Regions from separate parts of the Mus musculus genome. Here all the other regions are linked to region 5. Evidence: chromatin contacts called from public Hi-C, HiChIP or PLAC-seq and Micro-C data. All regions are on one chromosome and are shown on one strand. Each heading gives the region's core, a stretch centred on a gene start, on an enhancer-like site or on the middle of the called end of the contact. The rest is flanking DNA. Distances are from core to core; before and after follow the strand shown. Region 1 holds the start of Pwwp3a (PWWP domain containing 3A, DNA repair factor). Region 2 holds the start of Sgta (small glutamine-rich tetratricopeptide repeat (TPR)-containing, alpha). Region 3 holds the start of Midn (midnolin). Region 4 holds the start of Gamt (guanidinoacetate methyltransferase). Region 5 holds the start of Klf16 (Kruppel-like factor 16). Region 6 holds the start of Apc2 (APC regulator of WNT signaling pathway 2).

Region 1 (4,807 bases), core at 2,035-4,534, 350 kb after region 5:
CCCTCTTTTAAGAAAGAAAAGGTCGGCTGGAGTTAAGAGTAAAAATAAATTCAAATTGGGACTTTCATGAGGCAAATCGACTTTCAACTGCACAAATAACTCCTTTGTTAGGTTTTCCGAGTAGCCGCTAATGTCACCAAGAGCTGTTTACAGCCCAGCAGGCGCGTTTTAGTTTAAAGGACTTGCTTTCCTTTTAAACTCAAGTATTCAATTACCTTCCCTGCCGCAGGGAGAGTGGGAAGCTGGGGACTCTCCTGGTGGAGGGCTCTGAAGACAGTGGCAGGAAGGGACCCAGGAGACAAGCGGCCAGTGGACTCTTCAGAAGGAAGGACCGTACCACAGGCCTACACCCACATTGTCCTTGCTGGTGACCCATTAAGGGTCACCAGGTGCAAGACAACAGAGTCCTGCCGCCCATCTGCCTTTCCAGTACAAAAAAAAAAAATCTTTTTTCTTCTTGGAACAGTGGGTCTGGCACAAGCAGATCAGAACCAAGTCCTTGGTGGGAGCGGAGACCCCAGGATAGATCCCTGGGAATAATTCCTATCTATCTGCCCTTGAGACCCCGCTTCCTGCAGCTCCCCTGCACCTCATAGACTAAAATCTCCAACCTGAAATGTGTGTCAAATAAAATCTATTGTCCTCCCTCTAAGATTCTCAGCGTGGAGACACAGAAGCAGAGAACTCCTAAGCCCAGCAGAAACAGGCTTCTCTTTCTTCTGTGAGAAGAGTATCAGAAACCTCAGACAGAAGGGGAGAGACAGTATTAGGAAAACAAAAACAAAAACAAGCACACTTAACTTTTCCTTCAGCGAGAGTATCTGAACATCTAGGAAGAATTCCTTCTTTTTCTTGTTTTTTGCTGAAGTCTCGGTTCTGGCCAAAACCTAAGTGTAAAAAAAGTAGAAATAAAAATAAAAAAGAACTCTTGTTATGGCAGTGGAGGGACAGACAGCGGGAGCCTTTCCCGGGTGGCAGCCACAGGATTAGCAGAGACCTGATGTGAACTCTTATTCAAGTATAAACTGAGGCACCGGAGCCCTAGGCCATCCCAGGACAGGGCAGGAGCTCAGCACTTCCTCTGACTTGCTAGAAGGAACACCCCAAACACTACAGTTATTCCTGTCTGGGGCTCCTAGCAAGGCACTCCCTGTGGTCACAGCCTTCTGAGCCTTTTTATAGATGACTCTTTTTTTGTTTTTTTTTTTCCCCCTTAGTGTGAGAAATAATTAAAGACAATTCTGGATCTAGGGCCTCCTAAGCGCCAGACCAAAACCCCCTGGAGTGGAGGGAACCCTGGGACTCGTGCCAGCAGATCCCAGTGCCGAGCATTCAGGCTCGGCTCTCTCTCATAGTTACTCTGAGGAACAGAGCCTGATGAAGACTTTATTGTCACCAAAAGTCATTTCTAATTCCTGAAATTAAGAGAATAAGGGCTGTCACCTTCGCAGGCCACAGTCGCTTCCCCCATCGGCAGAGGACATACTTGGCATCCGTCATGACTCAGAAAGGAGTATCTGGGCGTGCGGTGGTACAGGCTTGACTGAGGCCAGAGGTCCCCTGCAATGAAATGTGTTTTAGAAAGGTGCTGCTTGCAGCAGTGAGGTTCACACAGACACAATCTTCCAGGGCAGAGGCTAGCCGCACACCCAGCTTCTAGGACACAGGTCAATTCAGAGCCTGGTCTTGAGACGTTGGGCAAAGAGCCAAGTGACAGTCAAGTGCAGGGCCCTGGAATTTGAGGAAATGTCTTGTTTTCTGTAAATAAAATTTAACAGATCCCCTCTTTAAGGTTGCACGCAAACTATGCTGCAGCAGCAAAGCTCACAAGCCCTCCCTGCCTCGGGCCTGAAGGGTGGCTGCAGCACACACCACACTCCACATACCCCATTCCCTGGAAGGACAGGGACAGATGCAGGGTTCTGGCAGAAGCAGCCAGGGCTGTGAACAGAAATGGAAAGATGGGGGAAGGGGGACCAAAGCAGCAGGAAGGACGGCAGGAACAAGGGAACTACCAGCAGAAACAAGGGTTTATGTAGTAGAAGGGATCGTAGAAGCAGGAAAGGTTTTCCAGAGGGATTACAGGCAGCAGAGTTGGGGGAACAGGGTTCCCAGCAAGGATGGGAGTTCATTAAAGCAGGGTGGGGTTTCAGGAGATAACAAGGGCTCTGCAGCGTTATGGGAACTCAGACAACAAAAGATGAGGCTCAGGTAACAAGGACTGGGGTTTGGGCAGCAAATATGTCCATAGCAAAGAAAGAGGTTCAGGTAGGAGTCAGGTAAAAGAGGTGGGGTTTGCAGTAGGGAAACAAAGATGGGGTTCACAGAGGAACTGAGATTCAAGCTGCAGAAACTTGAGTTCAGCAGGAAATATAGGGTTTACAGCAATGAATGGGAGGTCAGGCTAGAGGGAGTTTGGGCGCGGAGACTGCGATTCTGACATGAAACTCAGAGTTCACAACAGGGATAAGGTTCGAGCAGCAAATTGGGGGCTTAGACTGCAGAGAGGGGGTCAAAGGGAAGAAATAAGGCAAGAAATCCAGAATTTTCAGCAAGGACATAAATTCAGGCTGCTGAGACAGGGTACCAAGCAGTAAATTCACGATTCAGGCGGCACGGGGTGTGTGTGTGTATGTGTGTAATGTTGGGTTGATACTGCAGAGGTCGAGGTATCCGGTCAATAAGGGGCCTCCAGCAGGAAACTCGGGGTCTTAGCAAGGACACGGGTTCAGGCTGCAAAAAAGGGGTATAAGGTAGGAAACTCGGGGCTCAGGTTGCAGAAGAGAGATATAAGGCCGGAAATACGGGGTTCAGGCTGCAGAAGATAGGGATCAGGCCGGAAATACGAGGCTCTCGGCAGGGATGGGGCTCAGGCTGCAGAGAAGGGGACTTAGGTCAGAAACACAGGGTTTGCACCAGGAAACGAGGTTCTCAGCCCCCCAGGGGCCTCGGCCGCACGTGGGCCCTGCGCAGAACCGGACGCGGCCCAGCTGGTCCAGCCCAGCCGCCGCCCTTCCCCAGGCTCTCCGCCTGCACCCCGCCCGGCCCTCCCCAGGCCGCAGCGGGCTCACCCACCCAGCCCGCCTGACGCGGCGTCCGAGCCTGAGCGACCAGGCCGCGGCGGTCCCAACGGCGGAAGCCCGCCCGCCAACCGCCGCCGCAAGCCCGCGCGCTCACCGCCTCCGCCGCCGCGCAGATCCCCGCGGGCTAGGGGCGGGGCCTGCCTCACAGCGGCGCCGAGTCCCGCCCGCGCCGCCGCCCAATGGGAACTGCGTACCTGCGCCTCGACCCCGCCCCCCAAGAGCGCGCCACCTCCTGCGGGCCACGCCTCAGCCCATCGGTCACGCCCTCCACCGCCTTCCCTCCTGCCCAACTTGTGGAGTGCGCGGCGAGGGCTCCCCCTGGGCCCGAGGCAGGGTAGACCGGGAGGCCCGCTCCAAGTCCCACCCCCCGCTGCTGGCCAATAAGAAGATGGAGCTCACATCATGGCCCCTCCCACAGACGGCGGCGGCCTCCCTAGACCACGCCTCAGCCCGTAGTCCACGCCCCAGTTTTCCTACATCCTGCAATGGTTCCTGAGACGGAAAGTGGGCCCTTTTTCCAGACAGATTTCCGCCTGCGAGCAGCTATGCGAAGACAGAGGGGGGTTGGGAAGGCGAAGGCCTCACGAGCTCCTCACAGACTTCTAGTACCTTCCAGCTTCCGAAGTAACCCGATTCCCACCCCAGAAGGAAGTTATCCCACCTATGTGGGAAAAAAAAAAAGCCATCCAGTGAGGATGCCCAAGTCCTGAAGTGGAAAATAGAATGTGAGATGGCCTCATACCTAGGTCCCCAAGCATAGTCAGCGACTGGGAGGGAGGGGGGCTGCATCCAGGACCTGTATCCATGGACTTTTCTAGAACTGGAAGTTTCCAGTTTGGCTGCCGACAAATGTTTTTGTTTTTGTTTTTTTGAGACAGGATCTTTCTGTATAGCTGTGGCTGTCCTGGTACTCACTTTGTAGAGACCAGGCTGGCCTCAAACTCTACCTGCCTCTGCCTGCCAAATGCTGGGATTAAAGGCGTGTGCCACCACTGCAGGTGAGGTTCACACTCAAATTCTTAACTAAGGCAGTTAGGCTGCTCACCTGAGCAATGTCACTGACCTGGTCTCTCATGACTGTTTTTCCTTTTTAAAATGGTTTACTTATTCCCATTTCATGCGCATTGGCGTTTGCCTGCATGCATGTCTGTGTGAAGCCATCAGATCTTGGAGTACTACAGGAAGTTGTGAGGGGCCACGTGGGTGCTGGGATTTGAACCTCCATCCTCTGGAAGAGCCATCTCTCCAACCTAAGTGTTTTTCTACTGTGCTTATTACAGATGGAGAACAAGTGTTGTTGTTGGCCACAGAGGTGAGATGACGGGCCTGCACCCTGGGTGTCATTAGGATGGTGGCTTGTGCCACAAGTGACATGGGGTCAGGAATCCCAGGCCCAGAAGCTTAGATGGCAGTACTAGGGTCTCCTGACAGCACTGGCCAAAGTGGGCAGTGTGTGTGTGTTCTAGGCCACTGATTCTCAGGTAATTCTCTTGAAGTGAGGATTGTCACATTGTCACCACCAAGCATTACTGGTCTGCATAAGCTTGGAGGTTATGCGTGGTGGAGGGGATGTGGGTGAGTGGGTGGTGTGAGCGTGTCCGTGGGATGCATGGGATGGCCAGGTCTCTCAGCAAGGTTGGTTCTATAGGTTCACAATTGAAGCAGAAGCAGTGAGCAAAAGATGGTAATGTAAGGAATTAGTTAAACCCAGTCACCAGTTAACC
Region 2 (4,360 bases), core at 1,667-4,166, 480 kb before region 5:
ACTGGCATGTTGCTATTGCTCTGGCTCTTAGGGCTTCAGGTGTGCCTCCATGATCTCGCTCCTGACCCCTTCCTTCACCGCTCTAAATCTCCCATCCTCCTCACTGATCTGAATCTCCTTCTCTCCTCTCCTTCCTCTGGCTGGCCGATGTCCCACCCTATTTTCTCTTCTGCCCAGCCATTGGGTGATCAGCATTTATTGACAAGGCAGAGAATAGATGGGAAGAACTGTTTACACAAACTTGAGACAGGATATTCTTGGTATAAGCATTACAATGCCCTGTCCCAAGATTGAAACAAGATAAGAGAGCAGAGATCAGCATTTGAGTAACACAAGAGTAAAGTTTATATAATGCACAAGAACACTAGTGGCCAGTTCCTGAAGCAGAGTTTGCCAAGGTGATTTGAGATAGGCCATCATGGGGCAAGGGGGAGAGGGAGTCAAAACCGAAGCAGGCCACACGGATACACAGTCAAAAGCAGAGAGACAAACGCAGTGTCTTTCCCAGCCTGTTTTCCTTCAGCATCTCTTTTCCTGGGGATGGTGCCACCCACAATGGGCGGGGCCTTCTCATGTCACTTATGTTTGGTTTTTTGTTTTTTGTTTTTTGTTTTCCCCTGAGACAGGGTTTCGATGTATAGCCCTGGCTGTCCTGGAACTCACTTTGTAGACCAGGCTGGCCTTGAACTCAGAAGTCCTTGTGCCTCTGCCTCCCAAACGCTGGGATTAAAGGTGTGCCACCAAGCCTGGTGTCACTTATGTTTAATCAAGGTCACCCCCACAAGCAGACCAACTTCATCTAGGCACTTCATGGAGACTCTTGCTAAGCGATTCTCGGTTGTGTCAATTCGATAGTTAAAACTAATCTGATGAGATAAAGATCAGAAATCACAGGTTGTAAGAGGGTTTCATTATGTCAGTACCCTTTCCCTGTAAAGGGAATTTTTGGCAAGATTTCTAGAAAACAGTATGTTTTCACCCTGGAAAGAAGAAAAGTCTTAAAGAGTTGGTAATTGCCCTGGAATTCTCTGATAGAGAATGGCATCAGTTCCTGTGAAGGTGGCAACATCTTCTCTCCTCTCACGTCCCTCACAGCTTTTCTATCCTGACTTATTGCACACCTCACATCCCTAACCAACCCAGGACACTAAGTTTGGTAATTATAACTACGCCATGTCAAAGGTGGGGTGTGTGCAGAGGATTGGCAGGATCACAGCATATCATATCAGCACTTGGACACTGATGCAGGGGGATGGACAGAGTTCTTGCTTTTCTTTTCTGCTTCCAAGACAGGGTTTCTCTGTGTGGCCCTGGCTGTCCTGGAACTCACAGAGATCCTCCTGCCTCTGCCTACTGAGCGCTGGGATTACAGGCCTGTGCCACCATGGCCCACCTGGAATTCCATAAATTTAAGGTCAACCTGAGCTACATAGTAAGACATGGTAAAATGAAAATAGGAGAGATAGTTCAATGGTTAAGAGTACATATTGCAAACTGGGTAGTGCAGTTTTAGCCCAACCTTGCCTACGGTATGAGACCCTGTCTCAAAGAAAATAAAAAAAGTAGAGTACATACAGCTTTTGCAGAGGGCCTGAATTGCACTGCACCCAACTCTAGCCTTGGGGATTCCATGCCCTCTTCTGATTTTTATAGGCACTGTATTCCCATGCAGACACCCACACATAGACATCCACATAATTCAAAAGTAAAGATAAGTTGGTTTTATTTATTTTTATTTATTAATTTTTTTTTTGGTTTTTCGAGACAGGGTTTCTCTGTATAGCCCTGGCTGTCCTGGAACTCACTTTGTAGAGCAGGCTGGCCTGGAACTCAGAAATCTGCCTGCCTCTGGCTCCCGAGTGCTGGGATTAAAGGCGTGCGCTACCACGCCCGACCTGTTTTTATTTTTATTTTTATTTTTTTATTTATTTTTGGTTTTTTGAGACAGGGTTTCTCTGTGTAGCCCTGGCTGTCCTGGAACTCGCTCTGTAGACCAGGCTGGCCTCGAACTCATCCCGAGTGCTGGGATTAAAGGCGTGGGCCACCACGCCCGGCTCCTGTTTTTATTTTTTGAGACAGGTTTTTCTGTGTAGCTTTGGCTATCCTTTGTAGACAAGGCTTGCCTCAAACTCACCGCGATTCCCCCGCCTCTCCAGTGCTGAGATTAAAGGCGAGCACCACCACTGTCTGGCTGCTAATCTTTGTTTTTCTTTTAGGCATCAGAAAGAAGTTGGGGTGTGCAAAAGATAAGTTTGTAAATAGGTTTTAAATATAAAAATAAGTGAAGTAGATTGTTTAGTGGTTAATCACACTTACTGCTTTCACAGAAAGTGGGATATGCCAGTTTCCAAGATGGGCGAAGTGGATGAAGAGTTCCGGGCCAGGCTGGGCTCGTAGTATTGTCATTTTAAAAAAAGGAAAAAGAAAAAAAAAATTACGAAAACAGGGGGCTGGTGAGATGGCTCAGCAGGTAAGAGCACTGACTGCTCTTCCAAAGGTCCTGAGTTCAAATCCCAGCAACCACATGGTGGCTCACAACCATCCACAATGAGATCCGATGCCCTCTTCTGGTGTGTCTGAAGACAGCTACAGTGTACCTACATATAAAAATAAATAAATCTTTAAAAAAAAAAATTACGAAAACAGAACCAAAAACTTCATAGCATCAGTTAGTGGCTTTGATTCAGATTTGTCTTGCTGAAAGCAGCTAGATCACGTGACAGACTCCATACCACGTGGTCTGCCTTGGTGCCTCAGGGGTCCGCCGCCGCCCCACCGTGCTTTAGGCCTGACCCGCTTGGTGACTGTCAGACTAACTTCCGGTTTTCCTGATGCCTCCAGAGGGCAGTTTCCATAACAACCAGCTTGTGACCCCCCTCTTCGCGTGACGTCACTTCTGTTTTAGAGCGAAGGGTGCACTTGAGCGCATGCGCAAAAGGAAACCTACACAGGAAATGGTTTTTTTCTGCGCAGGCGTCTTGGTCCTGAGGGCGGAGCTTGGCTGCGCCGCGGTGCGCAGGCGCAGCCGTCGGTGGGTCGGGTCTTCGGTCGACTGAGAGGTGAGGCTGGGGGCTCCGCCGTGCCCCGTATGGGCGTCGGGGGTCTGTGGGTTTAGCTTCGCTGTGCTCGGGAGCCCCTGGGACAAAGGTGGCTTGTGATCCGGACTTCTGCTCTCTTCGGGGTCACGTGAGCGGGCGGCGCAGAGAGGAAACTGAGGCAGACAGCGTCCCAACCCACCCCCACCCCTCGTCGCTTTTTCTCACGAAAAGGTCAGCGTTTAGGTGTGTGTGGGGCGGATCTCAGTTTTCTCGGGGCCCCTAAGGTCTAAGACCCTCTTACATTGCCATTCCTCACCCTGGTGACCTTGCTTAGCCTGTTGCCTGCCCACAGCCTCAGTTTTCCTCTTCTGTACAATGGACGTTGTCACCATTGTCTGAGCAGTTGTGGGTGCTCCTTCCCATTGGGAGGGTGTGTTTGATTTTGGTGCCAAAGGTAGGTAGTGTGTGGGTTTGAAGGGCAGAGGGCCAGCTGTGCATGCTAGGGCAAATAGCTTGACCTCTCTGAGGAGGAGTTTTCTTAAAACAATGGTAAGGCAGGTGTGCTGACACATGGGCAGAGGCAGGAGTATCGTGGGACTTCCATGCTAGCAAGGACTACATACTTTGTCTCAGAAAACGAAACAACCAAAAGCAAAGACTCGAGCAAATAGTCTAGAACTTTGGTCCACAACCTATAATCCAGTCTTTCAATTGAGAGGGGGAGACAGCTGGATCGCGGGGAGTGAGTTCAGGCCCAGCCTTGGATACCTAACACGGTGGAGGTAGCTGGACCACAACGTGAGACCCTGTCTGAAAATGAAATCGACATAATTAATAGTTTGTTTGTTTTGAGACAAAGTCTTTATCTGTCTCTGGCTGTCCTGGAACTCACTATGTGAGCCAGGCTGGCCTCAGCGCCACCTCTGCCAGGACTGTAGGTGCCACCACCTCATCTGGCATCATAATTAACGTAAAAAGGATGTCAGTCTGGGCCCGTTTAGTTGTAAGCTGGGCTTGCTGGCTGTCATCCCAGCTTGTAGGAGGCTGAATCGGGAGGATGGAAGTGAAGTTCAAGGCTATGTTGGGCTACATGGTGAAATCCTCTTGTCTCAAAAGCCAGGTTGTAGTGGTGTCCGACTTTGATCCCAGCACTCAGGAGGCAGAGGCAGGAGGAGCTCTCAGAGTTCGAGGCCAGCCTCTGGTCTACAGAATGAGTTCCAGGACAGCCAGGTTGCAGAGTGAGACCCTGTCCTGAAAAACCAAAACCAAAAATGAAATGTTAGCAACAACAAAAACAAAGAAAGTCAGTTGAAATTGTTATG
Region 3 (4,656 bases), core at 1,187-3,686, 430 kb after region 5:
GGGGGCCGCCAAGCAGATGCGGAAGCGGCGAGACCGCCGGCATGAGAGGGGGTGGCTGTGCACCCCTCCCCAGGCACACAGCGAACGGACCCCTCCTTGTGCCATCCCGGGGGCCCACAACTCCCCTGTCATCCCTGTATTTCCCGTGCACCCTGGGGCCCCGCAGGGTGCTCCTGCCTTTGTGCAGACCCCGGCGGGGGAAGGGGCCCAAGCAAGTAAGGCCAAGCAGAGGGCGCCCGAGAGCGCGCGGCGCGCCCCCGATCCCCCCCCCCCCCCCCCGTCTGGCTGCCCCTGCTTCCCCGCGCGGCGCGCTCTTTGTTCCCGCCCGGGGCCCGGGCCCGAGGGGGCGGCCCGGTGCCAGGGGGCGCGCAGGCGGGGGCGGCGCTCTACCTACGTGTCTTTGTGAAGCAGCGCCAGGCGTTCCTTGGGTACTTTGAGGCGTTGGGACAACCTTTTGCGCAGCCCTTCCACGGTCTCGTCGTGGGGCACCGACAGGTCGTAGCGGGTCCCCGTAGTGCTGTGGATCGCCAGGCTCATGGGTGCGGCCGACTCCGTGGCCGTGTTCAGCTCGCAGGCGCCGCCGGGGGCCCCGCGCCGGCAGCTCCGGGCACCGCCGGGCTGCGGCTCCATCCCCGGCGCGCGCTGGAGAACTGGGGGCCTGCGGGTCGCCTCCAATCCTAGCCGGGACTCCCCCGCCGAAACAAGGTCCTCCTCCGCTCCGCGGGCGCCCAGGGACAGGAGCAGTGCGTGCGCCCCTTGGGGAAGGTCCCAACGTTAGGAATTGAGCCGGCAATCAAGAATCCGAGTGGTGCTCCGGGGTCGTGTGGGATCCTTGGGTTGCGCCCCGGGGTGGGGTCTGTGATCCGTTTTCAAGGGCGGATGACAGCGACCTGGGTACGGCACGGGGAGGGTCCTAGAGAAACGGGGCAAGCTATCCTGGTTCGCACGGTGCCTGGATCCCTCTCGGGTCGTGCTACCCCGCGCGTCCCTTCCCTTAGCAACAGCCGCAGCCGCCGCTCGCAAGATCTGGGGGTGAAAGTACGAAGAAAAAAAAAAGTTATCATGTATCAACGTTCCAATGGGCGGGACCACCGCCCCCTCCCATTCACTACTTACTCCGCCGGCCTGGCGGCGGCCAATCAAAACACACAGACCGCCCAGTCCGTCGCGCTACCGGGCCAATGAGAATCGCCGCGGGGCTACCCCACGTGGCAGCGAGACCCTCCCTTTCTCTCCGCCCCGTCCCTTCTGCGTCCAATGGAGATGCCAAGAGGGTTGGGCTGAGGCCGATCCTGACCAGCCCCCGCGACCCCCCACCCGCTCCCAGAGCCATTCATAAGGCCCAAAGACCTTAACAAAGGGCGGGCGGGCCCTGAGGGTAGCGGACCCGAGTTTTAGGACTTAGCACCCCCCCTCCCCGCCCCTCTGCGCGAGCCTAACCCCTTCAGTCCGCAACGGGAGCGGTCGGGAGAAAAGGCTAGGAGCCGGCCATTGTTCCCGAATAAGGAACAGGAAATCGTGGCGCCTCCCCGCTGGGTCTGTCCGGGAAGCTACAGCCTGCGGAAGCTGTCGCTTGAGCCCTGAGCCTCATGGTCAAGGGTCGCGAGCTGGCCTCTCAAGGACAGGGCTGTCTTCCGCCCCCGTGGGTGGGTGGATGCAATGATATTGGAGAACTTGGGCGGAACCCACAGCTTGGGCAGGGCCCTGCAGCTCGGTGACGTGGCTTTGATTAGATCCGTCCCTCCCGAACCAGTGCCACTTCGCGTCCTAACCTAACTCACCCTCAGTTTTTTTTTTTCTGACTTCCCCCCCTCCCAATCCCGGGTCGGCCCGTTTCCCGAGGTGTGCCCGCCCAAGCCGTGACGTGATGCGGCGTCCCCGGCTGCGCCCGCGCGCGCCCCGCTTCGGGCAGCGGTGAGTCAGCAGCCCCGGCGCGCCCTCTGCAGTCCCCGCCCGGGAGCGCTGCCCGAGTCCCGGGGGAGGAGTGCCGTGCGTCTTGGCTGGGGAAGGGGTGCGCCAAGAATTGGGGGTCTGCATGTGGGGAGGGTCCGTTGAGAACCTTTATACTTAGCAATGCAGAGAAGACTTAAGACCGCACATAAAGGGAAACTGAGTCTACAAACAGTTCAAGGTCACTGGCTGAGTGCGGGGGGGGGGGGGGGGTTGGGGGGCGTGAGCTGCAGTCCCGCCAGGGCGGTGCCCATAGTGCGCAGCCCCTCCCACCCCACAAGTTGGAGGGCTCCGGGTCCTGAGGCACACTAGGTGCGGACGATTCAAAGAACAAAGAGTGGGACAGCCTGAGAAGTTTACGGCGGGTGGGGGCCCCTCTCCGTTTCGTGCGGTCCCGCCCCTACTCACCGGCTCCGTAGGTCCTGGGTCACCACTGCTCCAGATGACCTGCGTATGGGTCCTGGCAAGAGGTGGCCGTGCCGGTCTGGGGCCGGGCGGGCGGCCCCTGAGCCTTTATCCGCGCCGCCTTCCCTGGGGTGGAGTTTGGGCGGGCAAGGGGCGGGGGGCCGGGCAATGGTGACGCATTCCCTAACCCCCCCACCCCACCCCACCGCCTGCTGGCCTGGACAGGGACACCGGCCCTAGGGCTTCGCAGCACCCACAGAGCAGTGCCTCAGGGGTGTCACCGACCTGGGTAACTCCTACCTCCCCATGTACTGGGGTTCACCTCACATTAGGATTGGGGGGGTGTTTGGCCTGCTTCCCTGCTCCGCCCCCTTTCCTGTTGGCCTGGTGCTTCCGCCTGGGGGCGCCCGCGTGTGGAAGGGGGGGGCGGAACGGGAAGGGGTTCCTTAGTCAGCAGCCTAGGTCCAGGAAAACAGGGTAGTGTCACCTGCTAGGCAGTAGGTGCCCCTGACAGCTGCCTAGCCTCCTCATCCTTTAACGATGACCTCAGAGGCCATTTCTGTGACGATTCATCCATCCCTGGCCTTGCCTAGGCCAGTCACCTGTGTGACCTCTGAGTAGCCCAGTCCCTAATGCACCCTACACCATAGCATAGTTGGTTCTCACTCCAGCATATGGGTCCCAGAAGTCAGCTCAGGTCATCAGTGGGCTTGGCTGAATGTGTCTGTATCTCCAGGCCCCTCTGGGTTAATTACAAAGTACCAGACAAGCAAAGGAAGGCCTTCTGCAGCCTGGCATGTGTGATCTGTTCTCACAGCACAGATGCATCGGCACATACTGGCCCTGGCCCTGGCCTTTGGGGTGGATACTCACTCACCCACCTATGGACCAAGGAGCCAGCCCTTTGTCATTTGAGCGTGGCCAGACCCTCCATCACTTCCCTAACCTTCCATCTCCTGTCCACGTATGCGGTCTCTTGCACTTATCTGGTCTGAGCACCACCACCACCCTGGGTGCCCCTCCCAGGCCAGTTCCTTCCTAGGTCACCTTCCTCTCTGGCTGATCATTCTGGACAGGCATGCTGGGCCCCCAAGCAGACAGGCGTGCCAGACACTCCCAGTCTCCCAGGGTCATGGTCAGGCCAGAGAACACTTGGAGGCCCAGAGACTTTGAGGGATGAGCAGGAGTTTGTTCAGAAGTACAAACTGAAGCTGCGCAGTGTGGAGGTCAGAGGCAGGGTTTGCCTCTGGAGGGACCTCAGGGAAGGGATAGGTGAGGTGGGCTGGCTCTGACACCATTCAGACTGAAAGCCACTGTAATAAATGCAGGGTGCCCAGACTGCCTGCTTCCTGTCTCTTCTTCCTGTGTGGTCCTTTGTCCTTAGCATGAAGCCCAAGACTCAGTAATCTGTCCAGGCCCTGCCCTCCAGGAAGGTCCCAACCTCCAGGTTCTCAGTCCCGCCCTACTGCTCTGCTGTCCCAGGACACAGCCCAGCCAGCACAGGCTGTCCTGTCCTGAGGCCAGGCTCCAAAGCTCACACCTCCTCATAGGAGATATCTCCCTGAGTTCTGGTGGGGAAGATATGAAGGATTCACACTACAAGGTATACTAGGCCAGGCCAGGCTGCTCTGAGGGCCTCCTGTTGACATCTGTCCAGCCCGATGACCTCAGTGACCTCTGTGGCCCACACACCACTGAGCTGGGAACGTGGGGCTCTAGATGACCATGTTGTGACTTATCTTGGAATACCCCCAGGCTGCAAGTGTCGGAAGGGAAGGGTTCTAGCACACTCATGCCCAGATCAGGCACATGTGGCCATAGGGAGTCACCCACACAGGGCCCTGATACAGTGCGACAGGCCTCACTCAGGCTCTAGCCCGCCTGGTCACTGTCCAGGTGTTTCAGATGACCCAGTGATGGCAGGCTCAGACCTACTCACCACCCTCAAAGCCTCCCTGCTCCCCCTATCCCCCCATGGCACTCTACTCAGGCTGCTGAAGTGGGTTATATAAAAGGAGGGCAAGCCAGCATAATACCTGGCCATGGGGGTGGGGTGGGAAGGGGAGGGGTGGTTGTACAAAGGTATGGGGTGGTGCCAAGGCCACCCCCTACCAGGCCTCCCCACCCCACCCAGGGGCAGCTAGGGGCCTAAGTGCCTAAGGAGGTGCCAACTGGGACTGGGAAGGCAGCCAGCCAGGCTAGGGCCACCCACAGGTTGGGTGTGCCTAGGGCGGAGCCTCTGTGGGAGCAGGTGGTTCCCGATTCTTCCCAGAGCCTGTGGGGTGGGACAGGGGGGCCTGG
Region 4 (4,614 bases), core at 2,081-4,580, 320 kb after region 5:
AACCAGTTCCCTGTCTCAAAAAGGTATATAAAGCTGGGCAGTGGTGGCGCACACCTTTAAACCCAGCATTTGGGAGGCAGAGGCAGGTGGATTTCTGAGTTCAAGGCCAGCCTGGTCTACAGAGTGAGTCCCAGGACAGGCAGGGCTACACAGAGAAACCCTGTCTCGAGAAAACAAAACAAACAATAATAATAATAATAATAATAATAATAATAACAACAACAACAACAACAACAACAACATAATAAGTAAGTGAATAAAACGATGTAATGGCTCAGTTTGTTGAGCATCTTTCTAGGCTAAAGAGCTGGGTTCCATCCCCAGACTACTTAAAACAGTCATGGCAGTGCAAACCTGTCATCCCAGCGCTCAGGTTGGAGAGGAAGACTGGGAATTCAAGGTCAGCCTCCCTTGGTCAGCTATATAGTGAACTAGAAGCCAGCTGAGGTACACAAGACTTTCTCAAACAAAAACCAAAACATACATACAAGCAAACAAACAAAGCCTGAAGCAGGGCAGTATTGGTGCACACTTTTAAACCCAGCACTTGGGAGGCAGAGACAGGCTGATCTCTGTGAATTAAGTACAGCTAATATACAGAGTGAGTTCCAGGACAGCCAGGACTACACAGAGAAACCCTGTCTAAAAGGAGAAGGAGAAGGAGAAGAAGAAAAAGAAGAGAAGGAGGAGGAGGAAAAGGAGGAGGAGAAGGAGGAGGAGAAGAAGGAGGAGGAGAAGAAGAAGAAGAAGAAGAAGAAGAAGAAGAAGAAGAAGAAGAAGAAGAAGAAGAAGAAGAAGAAGAAGACGACGACTTTGAATTTGAGAGTGACCTGGGTCCTAGTCTCTATGTCAGTAGAACATAATATAATAACAGCAAAGTATAACAAGCAACAATTCATTTCTGTGCTGGGTATAACAGCTCAGATTATAAAAAACAGTCCAAAGCTTTTGTTTGGAGACAGAGTCTTCCTATGTAGCCCCAATTGTCCTGGAACTCATAGAGATCTTGCTGTCGCTGACTCTGGAGTGCTGAGATGACAAAGCTACCCATTTTCTGCTTTAATTAGACCACATGAGATCATCAGAAGGCCACTCAGAGGAGTGGCGCAGTGGACCTAGAATTCAGTGGGGGAAGTGCTCTCCTGGCAGGCACAATGCCCAAGACCCTTCATGAGCTGCAGAAACCGGGCATAGCAGTACACATTGTTGATCCTGGCACTGGAGAGGTGGAGGAGGCAGGATCTGGAATTCGAGGTCATCCTTAGCTGTGTGAGAGTTTGAAGCTATCTTGGGCTACATGAGAACCTGTTTCTTCCAGAAGACCAAAGTTTGATTGTCAGGACCCAAGTGGGAAATCACAATGCCAGTGACTGCGCCTCAGGTGGTGCACAGGGATGAGACACCAAGTACATTAAAAAATAAAAAACAGCGGGGCGTGGTGGCGCAGGCCTTTAATCCCAGCACTCGGGAGGCAGAGGCAGGTGGGTTTCTGAGTTTGAGGCCAGCCTGGTCTACAAAGTGAGCTCCAGGACAGCCAGAGCTATAAAGAGAAACCCTGTCTCGACAAACCAAAAAATAAAATAAATAAAAAAACAAACCAAAACTCCCAAAAGTGCTAACTGTTGCGGTTCTAAATTGGAGCCCTGGTCTCCACTCCTGTTTTTAGCAGTTTTCCCCACCTGTAAAATGAGGGCACCAACAGTTATTGCTGTAACATCTTCTAAGGATTAAGAGTGTCACTGCTTTTCCAGCAGTTCTTAGAAAAATCATCAGATCGCTACACCTAACATGTCCAAGTGACCCAGTAGTAAGCTAGAGCTGCTGAATGACAGGTATGGATTAGAGCAGCTGAGAGAGGGCCGGCTTCTTGGACCTCACCAGGCCAATGAATGTCTAAACTTGAGGCATTCAGCCAGGCATGGTGGCATACGCCTTTAAATCCCAGCAGTTCAGAGGTAGAATCAGGCAGAAATCTGTGAGTTCGCGGCCAACTTGTTCTCAATAGCAAGCTCCAGGCCAGTCAGGAGCTCCTGTCTCTAAATAAACGGATAAATAGAAATAAAAAAATCAACTTGGGCCGGGCCTGGTGGCGCACGCCTTTAATCCCGGCACTGGGGAGGCAGAGGCAGGTGGAGTTCTGAGTTCGAGGCCAGCCTGGTCTACAGCGTGAGTTCCAGGACAGCCAGGGCTACACAGAGAAACCCTATCTCGAAAAACCTAAAAAAAAAAAAAAAAAAGAATCAACTTAGAGGAGCATCGTGGACGACACGCTGAGATCAGGAAGTTTCACAGCCTCTTCAAACAGTAAATCCAGTACCCTTGCGAGCCAGCCAGGCAAATGCAGAAAGTCAAGCCTCATTCCAAATGTGGTGCCAGGGAGCTTGCCCCGCCCCTCCAGAAGCCACAACAGTGCACGTGCCAGCATATGGTACTCTCCATGGCACTGGGACCACTGGTAGTCTCTAAACGTCCCTCCTTGCACCGCAGGCACTTCACCCCTCATGGCTCCAACTTCCTGCCTAGATAACTTGGCCCCGCCCAGGTCCGCAGGCTCCGCCCCATTCATAGTAAAAGGATGGACTCAGCTGGACTCCACAATTACCCTATCCTCAGGCCCCGCCTCCTTGGCGCCAGCCTCAGCTCTAGCGGAAAGCTAGGCCCCGGATCCTGTTTTGCCTCTACCAGGCTGGGCCCCACCCGTGAAAGAAGACTAGGCTTCGCCAGTAGCAGAACGCTTGGATTTCATCCTATCCCATAAACACCTACCCCATGGCTCTGTCCTCATCCGTAGCAGAAGGCTGGACACCACGGTCTCAGCCGGCTGGCCCCGTTCCTTAGTTTCGTCTCTCATACTTAGCAGAATGGTGACCCCACCCCATTGCTCCGGCCCCGCCCCTAGCAGAAGGCTGGACTCTGTCCTACCATACAGGCTCCATCCTGTATGGCTCCTGCCTGCATTCCTCATAGAAGTCTGGATTCTGTCCCAACCCACAGCTCTGGCCCCATCCATAGCAAAAGATTGGACTCCTCCCCAGCCCACCAGTGCAGGACCTATCCCATTCCGTAGATCCGCCCCTCAGAACTTTACTTTGGGCTCCAGCGAGTAGCCCCGACCGTGAGCACGCTCCACCCTGTCCCTCAGCTCCATCCACCCAGGCCCAGCCCAGTGCCAGGCTGGACCCCCTCCCAGAGCAAGGGCCAACCCTCTTCTAATGACTGGACCCACCCTAGCCCAGAAAAGCCCCGCCCCAGCGAGTAGGCCCCGCCCACACGGCTCAGCCACGGAGTTCTTTAGGGCGCATAGGCCCCGCCCCCGCCTCAGGCTCCCACCCACTTGAGTGCAAGGCTAATCTCTGTGCAGAGGCACCGCCCCACTCCGCCTCCACCGGCCCCGCGGCTCCGCAGCCCTGCGCTCCCGGCCTGGTTTGCACAGCCTCACCATGAGCTCTTCTGCAGCTAGCCCGCTCTTCGCGCCCGGCGAGGACTGCGGCCCCGCGTGGCGCGCGGCCCCCGCGGCCTATGACGCGTCTGACACGCACCTGCAAATCCTGGGCAAGCCAGTGATGGAGCGTTGGGAGACCCCCTATATGCATGCGCTAGCGGCGGCTGCTGCCTCCAGAGGTACTCTGCCAGAGGAAACTGAGGCTGCAGCTTAAAAGAGCAGGAGCTCCCATGCATGTTGCAAGTCTCAGTTTCCTTGCCTGAGGCACTGAGCTGCCTTGGGGCTACCTTGGTCGGGAAGGGAAGGGTATTTGCAAAAAGTGGACGCAGGAAAGAGGTCCCGGCTCCGAACTGGAACTTCCTCTCCCAGGGAAGATTTCTACTTCCCGGGGCTGGGTCTTCGGACCACAGTCGAGTGGAACTTAATAGAAAGAGCGAGAAAGAGCAGAGGGGCGTGAGGCTTGTGCTTGTCGGGAACCTCCGAGTCTCCAGGGGCTGTTGCTAAGAATAGCTTGGGAAAACTGAGCAGAGAGGCAGCTGTCCCGGTGCTGTGGCCCTGAACTTCTGTACAAGGGGTGGTGTCTGAGGCACCCCAGCTTCAAACAGGGCAGATGGGCAGTGAGTGAGTGGACTTCAAAGTTCACCCAAGGCAAATGAGGACTTGGTATTAGGTGCAGAATGAAACGTGGAGGGGCTGCAGGTGTAGAGCCTCCAAGCCAGGCTTGGCCCTTTCTCACAGATTAGAGCACAAATCGCGTGGGCAGGGGCTCAGAGTCCAGGGATCCCTGGGGCCAGGCCCTGGGCTCCCAGGCTAGCCGCTCTGATTGGCAGCTGGCCCGAGCCCACACTCTGCTGTTACTTTGTTCTGTCCACCCACATGGTCCTGCTGGCTGGCTGGCTGGCTGGCCTTGAGGCAAGTGTGAGCCAGGCCTCACATCTAAGTCCCCCTCCCCCACCCAAACCAGCTGTCATGTTTTGTCCTCCTAGGGGGCCGGGTCTTGGAAGTGGGCTTCGGTATGGCCATTGCAGCCTCCAGGGTGCAACAGGCCCCCATAGAGGAACACTGGATTATTGAGTGCAATGATGGGGTCTTCCAGCGTCTACAAGACTGGGCCCTGCGGCAGCCACATAAGGTACCTTCTGCCGCTGGGGTGCAGACTGGGAGTAACCCTC
Region 5 (4,992 bases), core at 113-2,612:
TGCTGGGGAATAAACATGATGGAGCTCGGACCGACAGACTGCTGTCGGTTGGGGTGCTTCGCCCCCTGGAGGCTGCGCGGGCCACTGCATGGCCTCCGCAACCCGGCGGGAGTTAGGAAGGGGCGGGAGCCTGGTCTCCTACTTCCGCGCAACCGGCGCCTAGGGCCTGGGGCTTTTAGGGGACCATCATTTCACAACTTGGTCGATTATCCATGGAAGTTTCCAATCGCTCCATTAGTCAGCCTCAGTTTCCCTGTCCCAGTCTCAAAGGGCCAGTGAGGGAGGGACGAAACAACCAGAACTCCAGTGTCCCTAGCTTCGCATAGATGACCGAGCCAGACCTTCTTATTGCAGCCCTGTTCACTTTTGCCATACCGGTTATCCACAGGCCTAGTGATTCTCGAGTCCCGGTGCGCAAAGACGAACTCTACAAACTCGATCAGCTAGGCAGGGTAGTGGGTACCCTACGCTCTCAAGTTCGACCTCCGGGATATTTTGTCCCCAAGCCAAGAATGGCATTGGGGACCCAGAGATGGGGAGTCAGGATTGGTGGGTTATTGCCCTGCTTCAAGGCCAGGAAGGAGGGGGAGGGTCGCGCACGTGGCCCGGGGGCGGGGCAGCGCGCTTCCGCACCCCCACCCTGGCCACGTGCGGATCGCACTCCCCACCCCATCCCCCGACACACACACCGCGGACAGGGGCGCGTCCCAGTGCCTGAATGTGGAGTGGGAGGAGGGACGAGTTGGGGAGGGGAGAGTTCCCGGCGACTGCGCACCGGGCACAGCGTGGTGGGCGCGCCGGGAAGAGGATGGAGCGCGCGCCCGGAGGAGGCGTGGCGCGCACTGGGGGTAGGAGGCGGAGCATCCGAGGCTGGGGTGGGGTGTGTGGGCGTGTCGCGGGGGTGGGCGTAACTCTCAAAGCCTTGGGAGGTGACGATCCGGGAAGGGCACTGGTGAGGGTAGTGCGTACCAGGCCAGGGGAACGATTTCCCTCCGTTTGGCTTGTTCTTACGTGGAGAGGGCACAATCCAGGGATTTGGGGACCCCGGGTGCTCTGCTGGTACACGAGGGGAGGGGGGGTTTGAAGTGCGGGAGGACCGGCAGCTGGCAGTGTGAGCTCCGCCCATCAGCGGTGGCGCGCGACTCTCTGGAGGACCGAGGGCGCGGCAGGAGGGGGCGTGTCCGCGGTGGGGAGAGGGCGTGGCTACTGAGCCCCGAGGGGGCGTCCTCCAGGAGGGGCAGGCTGCGGCCGCCCCCGCGGGCTCCGGTGCGTCAGGGAGCGTCAGGCGGGGCGGGGCGGGACTGAGCGCGGGCGGCGGCGGCGCGCCGGGGCCTCCTCCTCCCTTCCCTCCTCCGCCTCCCGCACTCTAGCAGCCGCTGCCGGCCGGACGGGCGTAGGTCCCACCGCCTCCGCTTCTCTCCCGCCGCCGATTCCGTGTCTCCGCGTCCTTGCCCGGCATGTCGGCGGCCGTGGCGTGTGTGGATTACTTTGCCGCCGACGTGCTCATGGCCATCTCCTCGGGAGCCGTGGTGCATCGCGGACGACCCGGCCCCGAGGGCGCGGGCCCCGCTGCCGGTCTGGATGTGCGCGCCACGCGCCGCGAGGCCACGCCGCCGGGGACCCCTGGGGCACCGCCACCGCCAGCTACGGCTCCGGGGCCGGGAGGCGCCACCGCTGCGCCCCACCTGCTGGCCGCCAGCATCCTGGCCGATCTGAGAGGCGGGCCGGTAGTCGCCACCGCAGCCAGCACCGCGGGGGGCACCTCTCCGGTCTCCTCCTCCTCAGCCGCTTCGTCTCCCTCTTCGGGCCGCGCCCCCGGCGCCGCCAAAAGCCACCGCTGTCCCTTCCATGGCTGCGCCAAAGCCTATTACAAGTCTTCGCACCTCAAGTCACACCTGCGGACTCACACAGGTAAGCCCCTCGTATTTTACACAGGTGGGATGCAGGGAGTGCATTAGAGAGGTCTCGGGGACCCCGTTCCCCCATCTCACTTGGAACCCCGAAACTGCGTGGCGCGTGGGGGGCGGGGAGGGGGGCGCGCCCAGGCTTCAGCGGCCCGCCGGCCGGGAGGGCGGGGACGTGGTGGGTGGGGCGCGCGCGGGGAGGCGTGGCGGCCACGCGGTCGGGCGGCGCGCGGAGGGCGGCCCTGGTGGCCAAATCTCCCGCGATTGCAGGTTGTTCGGGATCTACCCCGGCATGGTGGGTCCACCACGCGCGATCACAGTCCTCAGCCCCCTACTCCTTCGTTTTCGCTTGGTATTCTTGTCCTGTTTTTCTGCGCTTCATGGTCTCGCCCTTGGTGGTCAGAACATCCGGTTCCGTAGTTCTTTCTCGGCCCTCCCCCAGCCTCAGTTTCCTTATCTGTGAAGAGGGTCGGTAGATCCGGGTTACGGCCTTCTGGGTAGCAGCGCGGATTCCCTCCGAAGGGCAGCGAAGACTCTCGCGCAGGGTTAGGTGGTAGCATAGCAGTGGTGAGGGGTGGCTGCCCGGAACATTTTTCTTTCCATTCTGTGTACTTTTAACATGGTGGAGCGAGGCCACGACCCGGACCTGGAGTTGGGGCTTGAATCTTCAATCCAGTGGGATTGAAATCCTCACCACAACTCTTCGCCTACGTTTTGTGTTGGCCCACTCCACACACCTGTGATGGGTCAGGTCAAGGTCCAAGATGGACAACGAGATTTAGCCACACCAGTGTTTCTGGGATGCCCAATCCCCCCGGATTGGATGGGGCAAACCTTTTGCTAGGTACTGGCCGCTTCCTGTCCAAGGGTCTATCCATGTTAGCTGGGATTTGCACTGGGATTTGACAATCTACCCCTTTAACAGCGGTGTAGTCAACAGCTCCAAGGCATCCCTGGGATAGGGCCCCCTGCTTGTTATCCCTCTATTTACTTGCTTTTGGTTCGCCATCTCCTGTCTATATAAGAGATAGAGGCTGCCTTACTGATACAGTTGATGTGGGCAGCAAGGCACCCAAAGAGGGCTTGATGGGGGTGGGGGTGGGTCTCCTAACATGGTCACACTGGGAGAGAGATTAGGACAGCCTCCATAGGTGTGTGGGTGGCCCCAGGCATGTTCAGGGCAGGTATGGGGGTGGAGGAGCCATCTTTGGATTCTACTGAGCCAGAGAGAGGGCATAGATGATGCCTCCTCTCACTGTGTTTTGAGCTGCTGGCTTGAGCCCCTGTGGTCTAGGGGCTACCCCCGTGTTGGTGCCCACATGTATGGGCAGCTCCATATCACCTGTGTATACACATTTCTCTCTACAGAACATTTGAGGGGGCCACACATGTAGCAAGGCTGTGTGTGTGTGTTGGGGGTTGGTTTGGGGGAAGGGAGAGAGAGAGTGGAGAAAGATGTCTCTCTTTGCCACAGACTGGAATCCAGGGTGTCCTGGCTCACACCAAGTGAATTTGGCCTTGCAGTGATGGGAGCCTGCTGAGCCAGGGACCCTGTCTTTCTGATTCAGACTGCACCACCCACACCTTCCAACCCAGCAGGCTTCCTAGTTCCCAGAACTTGAGGTCGATCACAGAGGAATCCAACGCCCTCCCCACCTGGAGACAGTTCTGTTACTCAAATGTCAAAGGCTGCAAGCCACCCCTAAGCTGGGAAGGGTGACCTGCCTTGCTAGAGAAATTGAGGCCTGAGAGCTGAAGTCTGGGGTCTAGGGATGACAGCAGGCAGGTCCACGAGGTGGGGTATGGAGTTCCACTCTACACTGGATCCTGAATCATCCTTGACCACCAGGACACACACGGGATACCGTGTCCCCAAACTCCCTTATTAACACCATTCATGGGATCAAGAGATTCATATTGGATCTGGGCACCTTTATGTCATTTTGGGGGTGTCTGGGGAGCACTGAATTTACATCCTGCCTTTTAGTTAATTTAAACGACTGTAGCCAGGGCAATCCTGGGACTTGCTCTGTAGACTAGGATAGCCTTGAACTCACAGATTGGCCTGCTTCTGCCTGTCCAGTACTGGGATTAAAGGTGTGTGCCACCAGGCCTCAATTTTTGAGACATGTTCTCACTCTGTAGCCCAAACTAACTTTGAAACTCAAGGTAAATCCTCCTGCTTCAGTCTTCTGCCTAGGGCTAAAGAGCCACAGCTGGCTTCCCCAGTCTCTTCTCTGTGCAGGGGATTTGGCTACTCCACCCTCAAGTGAAGGTGGCATACTGCTGACTTAGGAAGCCTGTGTGGTCACGTACACCTCAGGTCAGTAGGACTCATCTCTAGTATAGGGCCTGAGGTAGATCTGATCCCCTCCAGAGCCATGCCCTAAGGCTGTGGACTAGGAGAAAGAATCCTGTCTACCTACCCACTCATGCCTGACTACGACCTGGATCCGTTTAGTTCTCTGATGGAGGCACAGATAGCACCGGGTAGAGGGCACCTTGCAGCCCCGCTATGTCCACTTCATTGTACTTGGGGGTGCGGAGGAGAGCTGGTGGTGGGGGTTACAGGACACTCCCAGCAAAGGCTGTAAGCAGAGCTTGACACTCCAGTTGCCACAGCCCCTGCTTGGGTTGGGGAAGGACTTTAGAGACTGTGGGAGATGTTGACGTGGTTGCTATGGATACCGAGAGAGCTAGCCTTGGGGCGGGGGCGGGAGGAGAGGCTGGCTCCTGTTCTGCCTGCCAAGCCCCCTCCATCTCTGGCATCCTCTTTCCCTGGGCCTCAGAGGGTGGGGGGGTCCTTGATATGGTCTCGTGAGATAGAACCCAGACCTAGGAGAGGTCTGGACATTCATCCAGGCAGGGTCTCACCCCTTTAGGACCAGTTCTTCACAGTAAGATGTTCTGGGCCCTTCAGCTTGGCCTCCTCAGTGCCCAGGATCTCCTGGAGGCTTCAGGCTCATCTCCAGATAGCCGAAAAACCCGCTTACTTAAGTCTGAGAAACTTGAGTCTGGGCAAGGGTGATGATGGCTCAATTGGGTAAGGGTGACGGCCAAGAAAGATGCATCTCAGAGACCAGCACAG
Region 6 (4,651 bases), core at 1,395-3,894, 280 kb after region 5:
GAGCTACGCAGAGAAACCCTATCTTGAAAAATAAACAAATAACCAGCTAAAAAGGAAAGAACAGGAGATCCTAGGAAGACCCGAGAAGTGCTCCAGCACCTGTCATGTCCAGTGTACACACCAGGGGTCAGGCTCAAGAGTCCCTCTTCATTTACCCTGTCACCCCGGCAGGCACTGAGGAGGCTGAGGCAGAAGACTGACCAGCCTGGACTGCTGGACTGTACGCTGAGACCTCTTTCTTTCTTTCTTTCTTTCTTTCTTTCTTTCTTTCTTTCTTTCTTTCTTTCTCTCTTTCTCTCTTTCTCTCTCCTCTCTCTCTCTTTCCTTATTCCTTTCTTTTTAAAGATTTATTTATTTATTATATATAAGTATACTGTAGTTGTCTTGATACACACCAGAAGAGGGCATTAGATCTTATGTGGTTTCTGGGATTTGGACTCAGGACCTCTGAAAAAGCAGTCAGTGCTCTTAACCGCTGAGCCATCTCCCCAGTACAAGACCCCTTTCTTTAAATTTTTTGTTTAAATAGGCTAAGTTATCGGAGTGGGCAAAGGTATTTGTCGGCAACCTAAGAACCCTGAGTTTGACTCCCGGGATTTCCTGGTGTTCTCTGACTTCCACACATGTGCTATGGTGTCCCCAAAGAAATAAATGTGGTCAGGGATCCAGAAAGGAAAAACAATACCAATTAACAAAGTTCTATTTCCATTTTACAGAGCATTCATCTGAGAAGTTGCGCCGCAGAGCGGACTTAAACTGTTTGTCAAGTGACCTCGTGCAACCCAGAGGGGCCGAGCTGGGTTGCCCCCTTTGGTGCTGCCCCCTCCACTGGCCCTGGGCCCAGAATTTTTGGGCTTCTGTCCTTCTATCAACAAAGGCCTCCTTGAGGATCTCTGGCGTCAGGCCTGTTTCTGAGCCCTGACTTTGGATACGGCTCTGTCCCTAGGGACGCCTGTATGTCTCGGCCCCGGAGATGGGGGTGGAGGCTCTTCTCTCCCAGGAGCCTTTCCCCTTGCCAGGAATGTCCTCATATCCTCTGTCCACCAGTTGGGGTCAGCCAGACAGGGATAGAGTGGAGATGAGTGAAAGAGCCTGGAGGTGGGTGTGGCTGGTTGGGGGCGGGGTCATTGCCAGCGACCCAATCCGAGGGCAGAGGTCCCTGGGGGCAGGTCCTTTCCCACGCCCTCTCACCTCTCCTGGTCCAGTTCTTCCAGCAGGCGGATGGTGGCCCGGCTCAGCTCTCCAAAGCTGTCCTTGGATGGTCCAGAGCCGTGCACTGGGCTTCCCTCTGGAGTCCGGGCGGCAGGCTCCGGGCCCAGGGCTGGAGCATGAAACTTGAGGTTGTACAGGCTACTGATGTCAGTCTGAAGAGCTGGAGGGAGGGAGGCACTGGTGAAGGTCAGTGACCTGCTCTTGCTATATCCCTGCTGGCCATGGGCCGTTCTGGAAGTCACTCACCTTTCAGTTGCTCTAACACTTCTGTCTGCCCGGAAGACACGAGCACTCTCGCCTCCTGCTCCAGCTTGCCCTGGAGGTGTTTCAGGACCTCCTGCGGGCATGGTAGGGAATAGGTCTGTGAGCATCAGGGCTGCCTGGACACACAGACATCTGTCACCCTGGCAGTCCACATGCCTTGAGGACCCCTCCCAAGACATCGGTGCTTTCGTGTCTGTCTTTCTGACCCATGCCCTCCATGCAGGCTCTCACCTTCATTCCAGAAGTCTCTGTCTCAAGCTTGGAGAGATGGCTAGAGTTATCCCTCAGCTCCTGCCTTAAGTGAGTGTTCTCGGCCTTCAGGGCCTCCACCTGGCGCACCAGCTGCTCATATGAGGCCATGGAGCTGGTCATTTTCAACTCCTGCAGTGCCTGGGGGTAAGGGGTCACAACAGTGGGTGCTGGTCATCGGCTCCCTCTCAGAAAGTCCTGGAGCAGAGCCCAGCCCTCCCACCCATCCTGGGTGTGCCCTCGAGGCAGGAATAGTGTCAACCAGTCACCTGGGAACCAGCATTTGAGAGAGACATAGAAACAGGAGGAATTGAACCTGGGAGGCTATTTGATGTGTATAAGGCTAACTGATGGGTGGACAGACAGAAAGACTCTATGATACCTGTACTGACAGCCAGAGAGACACACAGACATCTGTCACCCTGGCAGTCTAAGTCAGCAGGGCCACCTGGAGGCCACCAGGCTCACAGACTGACACAGGAGAAGCTGACTGCAGACAGACAGACAGACAGACAGACAGGAGGGCAGACACACTGGGAAGGAGGGGTCACTAGATAGCCCAGAACACCCTGAAGGCCGAGCAGCCTTGGCTAAGAGAGTGATGGGCAAGAGGAAGGGAGGGCGATGCAGAAGACCCCGACTCACCACAATCCTCCCAGGTGTTTGTGTCCTGGGCCGGGACCCCCTGTGGCCCCACATCCCTCCACTCACGCAAGGGTCCCCAGTGGCTCTGTTCATGGCTCAGCAACCTCCAGCCTGGATACCATGCCTCCCTCAGCTCCGTCACAGCCCCATTCTTTGTGCTTCTGTCTGTCTTTTCTTTCTCTCTCTGTCCGGCCTCCTCCCTCTGTCCAGTTGGCCAGCACCTTCTCCCCCAGCTTGGCTCTCCCTCCAAGGCTATCCTGAGACCTCCACGACTGATCCTCCTTCCGTCTTTGTTCCCTTCCGTCTATGGAAGCCCCCTCCCTCCGCCTTTGTCTGAGGTCCACCAATAGCATCCTCTCGTCCTGAGGCACGGTGGAGTGCGTAACACCATCTCATCCTCTCGGCTGCTCCCTCCTCAGGAGCTTCCTCTCCTTGCCAGCCTTGAGGCTTCATCCCAAACCAACCACACCCCCTCCCCTGCTTAGGTGACACCTGCTCCCCCCACCCCCAACACACATAACCTAATGCTCTTTTTTTCCCTTCTTCTCTGGAAAGCCCCGCCTACCCTGATGTCACCCAGGACATGGGTAGAGGGAAGCAGTGAGTGTCTAGGGTCTCAGCCCCTCATCATTCCATCCCCTCAGAGGACCTGCTGTGGACCTAGCCATGCCTTCTGCTCTCTTCCTAAAACAGCTGTTCCCCCAAAAGGGAAACTGAGGTCCAGGGCTGAGGGGTGGGAAAGAAGAGGGGGAGGAGGAAAGACAGACATAATCAAAATCCAGACCCTGGGATGCTCAGAAGTCCAGGCAGTTAGGCAGGCATGGTGGCGCTCACCCATTGTTTCAGCACTCAGAAGGTGGTGGTAGGAAGATCAAGAATTCAAGCCTAGCTTAGGCTACATATTGGGTTCATGACTAGCCTGGGCTACATATGGCTCTGTCTCAAAAGACCAAAAATTAATACAAACAAAGCAGTCCCCTCTCCACGCCTTCTGCATCCACCTGAAGGGTGAGGAAAATCCTGGCCGGTCCAAGGGCTGACAGAAGGTCCCAAGGGAGACCTACTCATGCTTGTCTTTGGGTAGGATGTTAATCCTACCCAAACCAAATTCGGGGTATCCCAGCTAGGAACAAGGCTCATATCTAATCTAAGCCCTGGTTGGAGCTGAAGTCACCCATGCCCTGCCCAGCCAAAAGAAACAGATGAGGCTCGGCAGGTACGGACATCCATCCCCACATGCCAACCTGTGCCGACGTTCTCAGTCCACATTTGATGCCCTTCTTTAATGTACCCTGTTGTTCGGAATCCACAGGGCTACCAGCCCTCTAGGCTGGGTGCATTCGCATTCGATTCTGCACCCCTCTCACCAGGCCACTCCTCCATCCTCTCCTTGCCTGCTATATACTGAAGTCACACTCCCCTCCAAAAGACGCCATCCTTGCACTATGGCTCCTGATGCCCTCGGGATAAGCCTTGACCCCCACAGGCACACTGGAATTCGCTGGGGACAGAGATGCACTCACTTGTCCTTAGGTTTGCACACGAGGCCACCTTTGACTCCGGTAGCCCCACAACCTACATCGTCCTACAGAAAGAGCCGCCTCCATCCCCAGCCCCAAGCTTCCATCAAGAAGCCACCTCGGCAGATGACAGGAAAACAGCAATAAAGGAATGTGGGTTTACGGAGCGATTCAGAGGAGGGAGGCACAACACCCAGAGGTGTGCATCTCTGACTTCCTGTCATCCCGTTCCCTCTACAGAGTAGAGAGGAAAAGACTCAGACCAGAGCACACAGCAATTCCCCTGGGGCGCACAGCATCCTTCTCTCTTCCATTCCTTATGCACCATCTCCCAAGAATCCGGTGTGGGAACCGTGAATGTGTGTGTGTGTGTGTGTGTGTGTGTGTGTAGGACCAGCCGCAGCGCCTCATCCGGACTCAGTTTCCCCTCAGCTCCTATTCTGCCTTGGAGTCCGTACTGACAGGGCGCGGCAGGTCGCGCCCCTGCCCTCCACCCAAGGGAAGACGCACGGCTTACTTGCGTCTGGGGTAGCTGTAAAGCCCAGGGCCTTCTCCCTCCTCTTGGCTAGGCCTACAAGCCAGACCTGGGGTGTCTAGGTCTCCGGGGGTCTCGGCAGCACAGGCAGAGGGGGTTGTTCCAGAGGGACAAAGCCGCATCCCGGCCTAGCCAGGCGGCGCTGCCGCTCCGGCGCTGGGCGAGACCACTGCAAGCGAGCAGGGGAGGATGCGGGATGCAGGGGCCTGGGCCAATGGCGGCGCGG

Evidence for each region. Hi-C and Micro-C count contacts between places; a contact is called where the count stands out from the background. HiChIP or PLAC-seq counts read pairs in DNA pulled down with a chosen protein or histone mark.
Region 1: a contact with region 5 is called in a Micro-C map of embryonic stem cells, with 2.6 times the contacts expected there. The contact joins the promoter of Pwwp3a here to the promoter of Klf16 in region 5. A contact is called at or near these places in 2 of 39 promoter capture datasets (erythroid cells and liver), 2 of 484 Hi-C or Micro-C datasets (both in embryonic stem cells), 4 of 115 datasets of contacts at active chromatin or transcription factors (embryonic stem cells, pancreatic cancer cells and pro-B cells) and 2 of 9 other capture datasets (adipose tissue and macrophages).
Region 2: a contact with region 5 is called in an H3K4me3 HiChIP or PLAC-seq map of embryonic stem cells, with 9 read pairs. The contact joins the promoter of Sgta here to the promoter of Klf16 in region 5. A contact is called at or near these places in 4 of 39 promoter capture datasets (the SN4741 cell line, embryonic stem cells and liver), 1 of 484 Hi-C or Micro-C datasets (embryonic stem cells), 6 of 115 datasets of contacts at active chromatin or transcription factors (astrocytes, embryonic stem cells, large pre-B cells and 3 more) and 1 of 9 other capture datasets (liver).
Region 3: a contact with region 5 is called in a Hi-C map of nephron progenitors, with 4 times the contacts expected there. The contact joins the promoter of Midn here to the promoter of Klf16 in region 5. A contact is called at or near these places in 3 of 39 promoter capture datasets (the C10 cell line, neural stem cells and pre-B cells), 5 of 484 Hi-C or Micro-C datasets (CD8 T cells, cortical neurons, embryonic stem cells and 1 more), 4 of 115 datasets of contacts at active chromatin or transcription factors (bone marrow-derived macrophages, extraembryonic endoderm stem cells, large pre-B cells and 1 more) and 2 of 9 other capture datasets (adipose tissue and pancreatic islet).
Region 4: a contact with region 5 is called in a Hi-C map of muscle stem cells, with 2.3 times the contacts expected there. The contact joins the promoter of Gamt here to the promoter of Klf16 in region 5. A contact is called at or near these places in 9 of 39 promoter capture datasets (the C10 cell line, the HPC-7 cell line, cranial neural crest and 6 more), 2 of 15 datasets of contacts at CTCF or cohesin (CD8 T cells and the NIH/3T3 cell line), 6 of 484 Hi-C or Micro-C datasets (B cells, embryonic stem cells, granulocyte-monocyte progenitors and 2 more), 11 of 115 datasets of contacts at active chromatin or transcription factors (the SCID.adh cell line, Th17 cells, astrocytes and 7 more) and 2 of 9 other capture datasets (adipose tissue and liver).
Region 6: a contact with region 5 is called in a Hi-C map of cerebral cortex, with 4 times the contacts expected there. The contact joins the promoter of Apc2 here to the promoter of Klf16 in region 5. A contact is called at or near these places in 12 of 39 promoter capture datasets (the 3T3-L1 cell line, the C10 cell line, the HPC-7 cell line and 7 more), 1 of 15 datasets of contacts at CTCF or cohesin (the NIH/3T3 cell line), 4 of 484 Hi-C or Micro-C datasets (B cells, the N1E-115 cell line, cerebral cortex and 1 more), 6 of 115 datasets of contacts at active chromatin or transcription factors (astrocytes, bone marrow-derived macrophages, effector CD8 T cells and 3 more) and 1 of 9 other capture datasets (liver).

What each region holds. Positions count from the first base shown.
Region 1 is chr10:80,225,075-80,229,881 of GRCm38.p6, reverse strand. Pwwp3a (PWWP domain containing 3A, DNA repair factor) reads right to left here and starts at 3,284. Exons shown (of 14, transcript NM_023431.5): 1 at 3,178-3,284; 2 at 1,444-1,560; 3 at 802-887. The coding sequence starts at 1,500.
Region 2 is chr10:81,058,827-81,063,186 of GRCm38.p6, reverse strand. It overlaps Sgta (small glutamine-rich tetratricopeptide repeat (TPR)-containing, alpha), which reads left to right and starts at 2,916. Exons shown (of 12, transcript NM_001358550.1): 1 at 2,916-3,059.
Region 3 is chr10:80,146,052-80,150,707 of GRCm38.p6, reverse strand. It overlaps Midn (midnolin), which reads right to left and starts at 2,436. Exons shown (of 9, transcript NM_021565.2): 1 at 2,359-2,436; 2 at 395-1,026. The coding sequence starts at 630.
Region 4 is chr10:80,259,728-80,264,341 of GRCm38.p6, reverse strand. It overlaps Gamt (guanidinoacetate methyltransferase), which reads left to right and starts at 3,330. Exons shown (of 6, transcript NM_010255.4): 1 at 3,330-3,621; 2 at 4,429-4,574. The coding sequence starts at 3,441. It also overlaps a transcript of Dazap1 not described here.
Region 5 is chr10:80,573,666-80,578,657 of GRCm38.p6, reverse strand. Klf16 (Kruppel-like factor 16) reads left to right here and starts at 1,362. Exons shown (of 2, transcript NM_078477.2): 1 at 1,362-1,911. The coding sequence starts at 1,458. It overlaps Gm26710 (predicted gene, 26710), which reads right to left and starts at 534. Exons shown (of 3, transcript NR_155863.1): 1 at 376-534.
Region 6 is chr10:80,299,035-80,303,685 of GRCm38.p6, reverse strand. Apc2 (APC regulator of WNT signaling pathway 2) reads right to left here and starts at 2,644. Exons shown (of 15, transcript NM_001372241.1): 1 at 2,371-2,644; 2 at 1,708-1,866; 3 at 1,459-1,549; 4 at 1,192-1,372. The coding sequence starts at 2,463.